Linked DNA regions of Urocitellus parryii: region 1 is linked to region 2. Evidence: chromatin contacts called from public Hi-C data. All regions are on one chromosome and are shown on one strand. The core of a region is the stretch at or near the end of the contact, and the rest is flanking DNA. Distances in the headings are between cores, read along the strand shown.

What was found. Hi-C and Micro-C count contacts between places; a contact is called where the count stands out from the background.
Region 1: a Hi-C map of liver shows a contact between it and region 2, with 7 times the contacts expected there. The contact joins the promoter of Orc1 here to the promoter of Btf3l4 in region 2. A contact is called at or near these places in 2 of 2 Hi-C or Micro-C datasets (liver and muscle).

What each region holds. Positions count from the first base shown.
Region 1 is chr11:35,660,414-35,663,113 of mUroPar1.hap1, reverse strand. It overlaps Orc1 (origin recognition complex subunit 1), which reads left to right and starts at 1,274. Exons shown (of 17, transcript XM_026382647.2): 1 at 1,274-1,288.
Region 2 is chr11:35,365,327-35,368,026 of mUroPar1.hap1, reverse strand. Btf3l4 (basic transcription factor 3 like 4) reads right to left here and starts at 1,393. Exons shown (of 5, transcript XM_026381733.2): 1 at 1,293-1,393. It overlaps Txndc12 (thioredoxin domain containing 12), which reads left to right and starts at 2,392. Exons shown (of 7, transcript XM_026381716.1): 1 at 2,392-2,607. The coding sequence starts at 2,511. It overlaps LOC144249066 (a long non-coding RNA gene), which reads right to left and starts at 2,300. Exons shown (of 3, transcript XR_013342135.1): 1 at 2,215-2,300; 2 at 2,048-2,113; 3 at 1,846-1,904.

The sequences.
Region 1 (2,700 bases), core at 25-2,524, 300 kb before region 2:
CACTGGGCTTGGCTCTGATTTATCTTTTATTTGTTTATTTGTTTATTTATTTTGTGGTATTGGGGATTAAACCTCCGTACTGTACTACTTAGCTATATCCCCAGCCCTTTAAATTTTTTTATTTTACTTTGAGATAACATCTCACTAAGTTGCCAGCTGGCCTTGAATTTGTAATCTACCTGCCTCAGCTTCCCAAATTACTGGGATTATAGGGATACATCACAGTGCCGTGCTTGTTCTGGTGATTTTTAAAATTCCATCCTTCATTTGTTTACCTATTATATGCCTAGTCCTGACAAAGGATTACTAATGCAGTTATGAATAATAAAGAGAAGGTCTCAAGGTTTCTATTCTTTGGAATTTAACATTCAAATGTGAGAAACACAACAAATAGGAAAATAATATGATGGTCATAATAGGATGGTATAATAGAACATGATGGCAGAGTAACTTTCCCACTGAGTATTCAGTGAAAGCCTTTCCGAGGGAGTTTCATCGGAGCTGAGACCTGAGCCACCCCTGTAATGCAGGAAAAGAGAACAGCAGTTACATAGTCTGAGGGCACTAATAAACTTGGTTTGTTTGATGATGGGAATAGGCATGTGGCATAGTGGTAGAGGAATGGCAGGTTATATGGTCCTAGTCCTTCCAGTAACTTTGCTTCCTCAGCCTAGGGTAAATCACATACCTCTTCCAACTATCAGACCAGTAACACTAATAATTTTTTTTTTTTTTTTAATGAAAGTGGAATTATACACCTTATGGTGCACACATTATTCTGGTCTCATCAAGTATGGCTCTTGGTCTCCTAGTAAAGGAGACTTTTACCATGACTTGGTTTTTGAAAGATGATATCTGCTTTAGTAAACTAAAATATGGTCTAGATTTAAAATAATTGAGCATGAATTTAAAGCCCTCTTGGTATACATTTCATAGTTCTTTCCCTATGCTAGTTTTTTGTTTGAAAAAAATGAGATTATTGTGCACATAAAATAAGTTGTCATAGTCAAAGTGAAAAATTAGGCTATATATTTTACAGTTAGATTATTTGAGAATTGTAGAAGGTTTGCTGAGAAGTACTGATTTTATAAGGAAGTAGTAGATGCTATTTCCCCGTTTTGTTTTTTTTTTTTAATGAGAGCTTAGTGAGCACTGCAATTTACTTGGGTGTTTTCTTTGTATCTCAATAGCACATTTTATCTGACTTCATTGTGGAAAAGGTTAACATTTCCAAGTTAATTTCTGAAAGTTTTGTGTTACGTCATCCATCAGAAGAAACATATTGAAGGTAAATTTGTTATGTATTTCCTTAAACATTTATTTAGATTCAAACACGTTTACTAATTTTGACCAAAAGATACTTTGATATTATGAATGCAAATTTACTTTTTACTTGGGCAAGTCTTCCAGTTGGTTTTGCTCTCTCTATTTTCCTTGCTCTTTATTCATTTTCACACTATGCCTCATTAAAATTACATTGAGAGGGTCAGGGTTGTAGCTCAGTGGTAGAGCGCTTGCCTAGCTTTCGAGGCACACTGGGTTCGATCCTCAGCACCACATAAAAAAATAAAGGCATTCTGTCCATCTACAACTACAAAAGAAAAATTAGATTGATACTCTTAATTTACTTAAAGTGATCTTTCATGTATCTTTTGTAAACAGTTTATTTGTTAATGACTCAATATTTCCTTTTTGGATTAGTTCCCTCAAAAGTTAAAAAACTTCCAAAAACACAAAATCTTAGATTGCAAATATTCCCCAATAGAATGCAGGATAAAATGCCACTGAGTTCTAGGAAACTAATTTTTGAAGGAGAATGTTGTTTTCAACTTAAACTAAAATTTTGGTCTCGTAATCATTAATTCAGAATAATTCTGTTGGTCTGGCTTTTTTTTTTTTTAACTCAGTTTTGTCAAATTTTAGCTCTATAAGGAAAACATGAAATTCAGAGGAAAGTTTTATTTTTTAAGTTGCTTAAAATAATGGATTGGCATCATTATTAGAACTATCAGATTGTAATGCCCAAATTCTTTGTAAAAATGATTATATTTGTATTTTCATCCATATTTCTGTTTTCATCACTAAAAGTACCTTTTCCCCGCCTGTATTTTAGCATGAGCATTTATTTTCAGCTATTCACAGTACTCATATCTGGGTCTATCAGCTGCAAAGAAACAGCCACTCCCAACTATCAGACCAGTACAGCTTAGTAACACTGATAACTTTTTTTTTAATGTAAATGAAATTATACACTTGATGAAACCCATTGCTGTCTCCCAAATATCACTTGCCTACCTTCTTCATCCCTTGGAACTGAGTTCAGTCTTTGTCAATATTTACGAACTTCCATGTTCAGTTCAGGAATCTTCTATAGGAATCCTTCCCTTTTTGAATAGCCATAAGAACCAGTCCTCTAACTTCTGTTGGTTCCTCTGGGCTCTTGACACTATTTAATAGTTTCCTTTACTACATTTATCTTTAATCCCTATCTGGATCATAACTGTGAAGACATTTCACATTGTTAGATGTTTCACACCTCTTGTGCCTTGTTGCTAGTATTTCTGTACATGTTGACCCTCCTGTTTCCTTAGGTAAGAAGAAATGAGGCATATCTTAAGACATAAATGATGCCAAATTGCCTATATTTAATCTTCATGGAACTTTACTTTTTCCTCAAAGAAATTGTTACCTATCTCTAAA
Region 2 (2,700 bases), core at 144-2,643:
ACTGAGAGAAGAGATGTCAAGCTCAGCATCTGGAGTAGACTTCAAAGATTATCTGATTTAATTCCCTTTTCTTTAATCCATCTTAATTCGTACCTGTCATTCCTGTCTTACATATATGAGGACAGCAGCGGGGCATAAATTATAAGCAGTTCAGCGTTTTCCAATTTAATAGAAAAAGAAGGCCTTGAGGTAGCAGTTCCTTTCTGCAACCAAAGGGAGAAGTAACTTCCTTTGGTCACATGATAATGAGTTCTTCCTTGGGAGATCCAAGGATCTTTTAGCACTTTTCTTAGGAGTTCAAGATAGAGTACAAATGAGGTTAATCAATACTTAACACCTAAGTTCCAAGCATTGTGGTAGGCATTTTCACATACATCATGTTTACACAGGGATAAAAATAATTTCAACCTTTAGTCTCAACTTTTTATTATGAGATTTCTTTAAGAGAAGCACAGGATGTAGAATCAAAGACACTGGGTCTACTCTACTTAATACTTAAGGCTTCAAAAAAGTATTTTACTTTTTTGAACTTTTGTTCCTCCTGCATCAGGAAAGGTATAACACATACTTCACAGGGTTGTTTTGAGGGTTAAAGGTAGATTATCAAGCACAAGATATGGCTCACAGAAATATACTCAATAATTGGTAACTATTGTTACCATTCCCGAGGGGATAGCTAAGGTATAAGTGAAATAACCTGGGAAGGGAAATTGAAACCGCCATTCACTAGCTGTATACCACTGTGCCTGCCGGTCAATCATCAAGCAGTGATGGGGTTATAAGGATGGGCTAGGCAATGTCCCAAAAGGGAGGCAGACTTGTAAACAAATTCTGCCATTATAAGGTGATGAGCCCTGCAACAGGGTCCGGTTCCCCGGGCAGGGGGCGGGGTGCTAACCTCGGTTTCCCTATCTGTAGACTGGAAGCATCAACTGAGATGACAACAGATAAGCTGTATAAGCTCAAAACATATGACATTGTTGTTGTGAATAACGAAGAGTAATGGAACAGAGGAGAGGGGGTCCACCCGCCTCCTGGGACTGGATTTGGGCGGCAAAAGCACCGTTCCGCTCTCACAGGGGGCGTTGGTGCTGGGGACCTTCCCTCAGGTGCCGACCCCCAGCTGCGCCGCCGGTAACCGACAGGCCAAGCCAGCCGCCTCCGCCCCCACTCGCCGCGCCACGGCGGAAGTGGCAGCCCGAGCGGTTGGAGGGTGTCGGAAGAAGAGGGCGGGGGGAGACCGTGCGCAGCGGCCTATGGCCGTGGAGTGGCGGGACCGCCGGGGGTCTCACCTGAAGCAGGGAGGGTCCTCCAACACCAGCACGCGGCAAGAGCAAGATGGCTGCCTCAACCGAGACAGAGAAAGACGGCGGCGGCGGGAGCGAGGCCCACGTGATACAGTCAGCCCCGCCTCTCCTTCCCCGGCGGCCTATCCCGGGAGCGCGCATCCCAACTACAAAACCCAGCCTGCTTTGCGCACCCCAGAATTTCTATTGGCGGCAGGTGCCGGGTGCCGCGCTGCATCCTGGAGCTCCCAGGCGTTCCATTGTGTCGGTACTTAGTTTGTGGAGAACCTAATAAAAGGGCGAAATGATTTTGTTTGTGTAGTTTTGTTCTGATGCTTTTCACTATGCATTAAGTATGCACTGTTGGACTCAAACTAATAGAAGAAAGATGGGAGATTTTGGCCTGTTATGTAGTAGAGGCCGAAAATTAAAAAGAAATATTTAATCCACAACAAAAATAGATTTAATCTGAAGAAGCGTTACATTTTAGATGCCTACAGTGACATGACCTGGTTCCTTTGGAACGTTTAGTTTTGCAATAGGAAGCCCCAACTCTGGTTTTCTTGGAGCTTGTATTGGTTGGTTGCATCCTCCTTAGCGTGAAAGTGAAGTGCATGCCTGCAAGGCAAGAGACAGTTGAATGCAGAATGGGTTTATCAGGTCTCTTCAGAGACCTGAGCAGGAAATTAATGAAATCCGGTTGTCCGATTTTTCTTACTTGCGGTGGGGGAAGGGAAATTCGAGGCCAATAGGCGACTCACCCACTGTTGGGAGATGTTGACCTCACGAATCAATAATTTGCGTTTTGAATAGTAAGTACAGCGGACCTGGGGGCGGGAGAGGCAGGGGGAGGGGTTAGTCTGGCTGGCAGACGTAGTCCACAACGGTTCTTCCGAACCTCTCCCTTACCCCCACCGTCTCAGCCCACCTTTTTCCGCTCGGTCCTGAGGCTTCGACTTACAAGACCCTGAGAAGGCAGATCACGCTCGAGAGCATTTCCCGAACCCTTCTACGTGATCTGCACCTTTAACTCCATCCCAAGCCGGACCCCGGAGGCACCACCCACATCCGTCTAACATCACTTCCTTCAGAGTTTGGAAAAAAAAAAAAAAATCTGAGAAAGAGAGGGTCTGGGCTGACCAGCTCTAAGGAAAAGAAACGGATCTCTTGCGGTGACTCGAGCCCTGTGTCGGGTCAGCCCGGTGGTCCCGCGCACCTAGCACCATGGAGATGTGGCCTCGTCTCGGGGCCACCTGTTTGCTGGGCTTCAGTTTCCTGCTCCTGATCACCTCTTCTGACGGACACATTGGGCTTGGAAAGGGTCAGACAGCATTCTTATCTTAATCTTTACTGATCGGGGCCTCTGCCGAATAGGACCCTTCCCTTGTCTAACACTGTTCCCCTCGGGTTTTCT